Linked DNA regions of Macaca mulatta: region 1 is linked to region 2. Evidence: chromatin contacts called from public Hi-C data. All regions are on one chromosome and are shown on one strand. The core of a region is the stretch at or near the end of the contact, and the rest is flanking DNA. Distances in the headings are between cores, read along the strand shown. Region 1 holds the start of TMEM255A (transmembrane protein 255A). Region 2 holds the start of ZBTB33 (zinc finger and BTB domain containing 33).

The links. Hi-C and Micro-C count contacts between places; a contact is called where the count stands out from the background.
Region 1: a Hi-C map of liver shows a contact between it and region 2, with 3 times the contacts expected there. The contact joins the promoter of TMEM255A here to the promoter of ZBTB33 in region 2. A contact is called at or near these places in 2 of 14 Hi-C or Micro-C datasets (blood and liver).

What each region holds. Positions count from the first base shown.
Region 1 is chrX:126,716,238-126,718,937 of T2T-MMU8v2.0, forward strand. TMEM255A (transmembrane protein 255A) reads right to left here and starts at 1,344. Exons shown (of 9, transcript NM_001193758.1): 1 at 1,040-1,344. The coding sequence starts at 1,097.
Region 2 is chrX:126,656,381-126,659,080 of T2T-MMU8v2.0, forward strand. ZBTB33 (zinc finger and BTB domain containing 33) reads left to right here and starts at 1,263. Exons shown (of 2, transcript NM_001266950.1): 1 at 1,263-1,393.

The sequences.
Region 1 (2,700 bases), core at 94-2,593, 60 kb after region 2:
TTTTAAAAGATTAGGTGGGATCATGATTTTACAATCCCCTCCCGCTCTCCAGGGCTCCAAATTAATTTCTCCGCCCAGTGAAATCATAGGGCTTGGGAAGATGCCTAACAGCTGAGGGGGACTGGGTTTGTTTTTTGTTTGTAACTACCAAAAAGCAGCTTCAAGCGGCAGCCAAGTTGGTGCCGAAGGTAGCTGTCCCCCAGTTTCTGTAAGGAAAGGAGTCGAAGGATGCCCCTCCCCCTCCATTCCGCCCTGAGAGGAAAAGCGCTACTTCAGAAGATGCGCGGGCTCGTGCTGGATGTTTCTCGCGCTCTCACTCCTGCACCTTACTCCCTTTTCACACTTATGCACATTCCGTGCATTTGGAGCAGAGTAACAATCAAATTCAAAGAATGTTGATCCTGCCGCTGCAGAGGGCAGGGCTGGGCTGTCTTGAGTGAGTCCTCAGGAATTCCCCTCCCCTCATCCCCCCTTTTTTCTCCCCCCCGCCCATCCCCCAGAGTTGCGCAACCCACCCGCCCCCCGCATCAGCGAGGTGCAAATCAGGCCCCTTCCCAACTGCATCTCTAAATTTCAGGGCAGCTTCAAGAGAGTTGGGAGGGGGCGAAGACCCTGCTTCTTCTAATTGTCGTTAGTTGTGAGCTCTTAGAAGTGACCAGGACTTTGCAAAGAGGGAGTGTCGAATGGAAAGCTAAGGCGCAGGTTGCAGGGAAGTGTTTTGATCCTCAGATTGCTGGGATTTACTACCCGACTGCGAGTCTGTAGACACACGCACACAAACAGGCACACACCCGCACTCCGGGGCAGAGATACTCCGACGCAAGCTTGGCGCTCCGATCTCCGCACGTCGCTCCCTCTGCAGCCAGGCCGCTCCCCTGGGACTCTGGTCCATCACCCAGACGCTGGGGCGCGAAGACCACCCCACCCATGCCCCGTTTCCCGCTCTCTGGCTTTTGGGGCAGCCGGGGCGTTCACAGTCCAGAGGCCAGCGCACTCACCCCCTGCTGCCGCCGCCCGAAGGAAAGGCCGCTAGACTTACCCATGGAATCGGGCAGGGACATGTCGCTGGACCGCTGCTGAGTCAGGGACTGATGCATGGTGAAAACTGCCCGGTTGCCCCAGTCCCCGAAGCTGCTTCAAGCGCCCCCGGCTCTGGGCGCCCCGCAGAGCATCCTACTCCGCGGTTGCCTCTCTCGGTCCCTCCGAGAGCTGAGAGAGACTGCCTCTGGTTGCGAGCTGCAGCCCAAGTGCCGCCTCCCCCTCCCTTCCCCTCTTCTCCCTCCCTCCTCTTCTGCCTCCCTGTGCTCCGGGAGGCAGCAGCATTGGCGGTCCGTGCAGCCGCGTGCGCTTGCGCAAGACCCCCCCCTCCCCCTCAGTCTCCCCATCCTAGTTATCCACCTCTCAGCTTCCCAAGCCAGACAGGGAGCAGTTTTAGCCCCTTGGGGCCAGGGCTGCGCAGAGAAAGAGGGGGAAGCTTCAGTCTGAAGCCAACCAACCTTCTCTGTAGTTGGACAAGGTCTTGGGTAATTATCCTGTTCTAGGATTTGTAACTGGGGAGGGGGTCAGAGTCAGAGGTTCAGAGCTGAGGAACACACACACACACACACACACACACACACACATACACACACACACTTGAGCAGGTCTAGTCTTAGTGCTTCCAGAATGACATAATGGAGCTGGAGATGATCCAGAGAAGGGCCACTCTATAATCAAAGGGATGGTGTGTGTGTGGGGGGGGGGAGGGGGCTGACATATGAAGATAGATTAAACAAATGCAGACTCTTTAGTCTAGAACGATGAAGGCTGGGAAGGGATGTGACCAGAGTGTATAAAATTATGCAGAGACGGAGAGAGGGAGCACAGCCTTATTCACCAGATCTGAGAATTCTAGAACCAACGGCCCCCAATCTTTAGCTAGAAAATTCAGCTAAAGCATGACTCTGCACCAGAACCCCAGTTTGTACTGTTCAAGTGCTTTTATATCAAGGATCTTATTTTCTCATCATAACCTCCATGCAAGGGAGGAAGAAGAGTTATCAATAACCCTATTATGCAGAGAAGGAAACTGAATCTCAGAGAAGGGAAGAAAATGTCCTGTGCCCACTCAGCTAGTAAGTGGCAGAAGTGAGAGCTAGAACCTAGATCTGTTGGACCTGAAGGTCAATGTTCTTGCTATGGTGGCTGAAAAGAACTATTATTCTCTATAGCAAATGGAAAACCTAAGGAATTCATTAGCTCCAAAAGATGCAACAAGATGAAAATGCAAGTAGCTTTGGAAAGAGTGAAAGTAAAGTCATGGCTGACAGATCCACTGTGGATTACTAAGGGAAACTGGGGATGAGGTGGGAAAGTCACTGATCTTGGAAGACAGCCAAGTCCTTCTCGAACCTATCCTTTTGGACCCCATTAGGATATTGGGCTTGAAGCACCTTGTGGTTGGACCAGAAGGTGGTTCGAATGTTCTCAAAACAACTGCAGAACAGAATGAAGCCTCCTTGGAGTGCCCCCAAGACATTTGTCTGGTGGCCAGGGGAGGTGGAGGGTGAGCAAACGGGTAACAGTGGGCTCCACCTCCCTCTGGAAACAGCCCTGGAAGCCTAACATAGCTAAGGGAATATACCTGTTTGGAGGTGCCCATTCTGTCCCATTGAGGAGCTCCCAGGCTCTGCTTGCCAGGTCTCCTTCCAACCATCTCCT
Region 2 (2,700 bases), core at 13-2,512:
CTACTGCAAGGTATTAATAGGTACAAATTTAAGATTTTTGGAAATGAATGCAGTATTATCCTATAAATATCTTTTTAAAAAGATAAGGAAGGTAGTGAATGGCCTTAATTATGGCAGAAAAAAGTTACTATTTGGTTCCTTGGTTGAAGATATGATCAATAACCAGCCTAAAAGGGAAATATTTTGCTCTCCAAACACCCATCCTGTTGTTTCATTCATTATGGTACTCAGTTGGAAGGGTATTAGCAGAGGATTTTAAAAAATTATGTAACTCACAATGTATTTTTTCAGTCATTAATCACTGAACACTTACTATGTGTCAGACACTAAAGCCCTCTGAAGATGAAATGCTATGGAAATAGTAATAATAAAAAATTAAAATAGTAATAATAAAAAATTAAAAATGCAAGTGTTAATATTATTAATCTTTCAAGATACAGGTCAAATGACAGCACTCGATTTGCTATTCTCTTCTCTGCTTCTACACCTTGTACAAATATTTTTGTACATGTTTGTGTACCTACCTACTGAGCTCCCTAAAGAGGTAGAGACCTTTGGGTTATTCATTTTTGTATTCTCGAGAGCCTAACATAGGGTTTTTGCTACAGATCAAGCAAGGGGTTAGTAAATGCTAGGTGAAATGAGGGAATTAACACAGTACTGCATCATTTAGTATTCAATTAAGAAGACAGTTGTCCAAACACTAAATTTCTTTCTTAAAAGTAGTTAATGTAATGTAGTTGCTGTCTTGTTATCCCAGAACTTGAATTACCATAAGAAGTTGTTAATTCATATTTGATTGTATGTATTCTATTTCAAGATGGTTTATCATGTAGCAAACAGTCTAATAGAGCAGATTCAAATTTGCAAAAGAAATGAAACCTGTATAGTCTCTAAAAGTTTGTAGGCCCTAGAAGTTCACATTGAATTTCGATGAAAACGACTCGCGTCCCTTCCATCCAATTGCTTGCGACTGCCTTACAGATCTTTCCCTTTCCTTTTTTCCCACCCTTTCGCCCTCCGGAAATAGCCGAACACACAAGAGCTTCCCAGTCTTCCTCCGCCCCCTTGCGGAAAGAGCCGAAGGCAGAGCACGGCGCCGAGGTGGAGCCGCCTCAAGCTCGGGCCCTTCCGGACCACCCCGGCCTGCGCTCGGAAGAGGAGGGCGCCTTTGACTTGAGCGCTTCGCCCCCGCGCTGTGCCCTCTGTCGGCGGCGTGGGGCAGCTGTAGCAGCGTTGGCGGCAGGAGGCGGCGGCCGCGTCGACGTCGACCCAGACTGGAGCGACGTTTAAAGAAGGGGCAGAATCGCCGGGGAGTGCGGCTTCTTCTTGTTGGGGGACTCCCAGCCTTCCGCGCGTCCCGAGGTGGAGAAGCGGCGGCGCCGCGAAGCAGGTGAGGACCCGGCCCCAATCCGGGAGGGGGCGAAGGAGCGCGCTTGCCTTCTCCGTCCCTGGGCCGCGCCTGCGTTTGCATTCGCCTCACTTGAACCAGGAAGCGGCAGAGTCGGAGGCTCTGCTCCTCCGGCTCTTTCTTTGTGTGGGCCGGGGAGTGAAGGAGGGGACGAGCAGCGAGGGCGGCGGCGCGGTCCCCTTCGCCGTTAGGGGCCGAGGGGCTGCCGGTGCCCTGGGTAGGCCCCGGGGCGTGGGGAGCCCATCACAGAGACCCACTTGGCTTTTCCCTCGCCCCTCTCCCTGCTTTTTTGTGCCTCTTTTACTTCCCCAGCCCCTACTTTGATTTAGAGCTTTTCTGCCGGGCCCATCCTCCCCTTCCGTCCCCTTCCCGGGGCACAACAATGCCGCCTGCTTCGCTTCATCCCCCCCAACACCCCACCCTGCCTTTCACCACCTTCTACTTTCCCTGGTACCCCATATTCCTCCCGCCTTCACTCTGCTGTTTGTACCTCCATCTGTATTTGCAAGAAGCTTGCTTTGCACGTGAATTGGGGTTAAAAACCTCGGTTGCAGCTGGCAGGGTCCATATGGGGAAGAGGGAGGTGGAGGAAGGGAGATGAGGTTCAGCTGCCGCAGGGAGCCGCGTGTCGGTTTGTTTCACTCCCTCGCGGATGGCTTTTATCTCTTTTCCACCGTCACCAGCTCCTCCAAACCGGCCCTTGGTCAAGGGTTTCACAGTGATGTGGAATGGCTTTTCCACAGTCGAATAGCAGATCTTCGGGGTGGGTTCAGACCGACTTGTGCTGTCCCTGGGCCCACCCTGACGGGGAGGAGGGGGACACATAAACGAAACGAAACCGAGTCCCAGTGTCACCTGGACACGTACATTTGACGCATTCCCATATTGGAAGAACCCGTGTGTAACTGACAAAAATTGCGTGCCGTTTTCAGAAAACCTGTCTTTCCACTTAAAATCGACTTCTGTGGAAATGCCCGTATTTCGGAAGCCCTGGTTTTTGGCAAACTGTCCAAAGGTCACCCTTTCTGATGATGAATACCTTTATGGTAACCTGAAATTCCTTGGTACTGTTAACATGCAACACCTTCTAATAATGTTTTAAATCTTTGATTTTTAGACTTTTTGCCTGCTGTTTGTTCTTAAGGTATCATTTTGAAAAATTTAGAAGGTATTTGAGACAGAATTGCCCTCCACGTGTATGTAACTTAAGCATTGTGACATCTATACCTTTTTGGTAACTTCAAAGGGAGAGAATATTAATAAAAATATTTCTTCACTAAAATTACTTG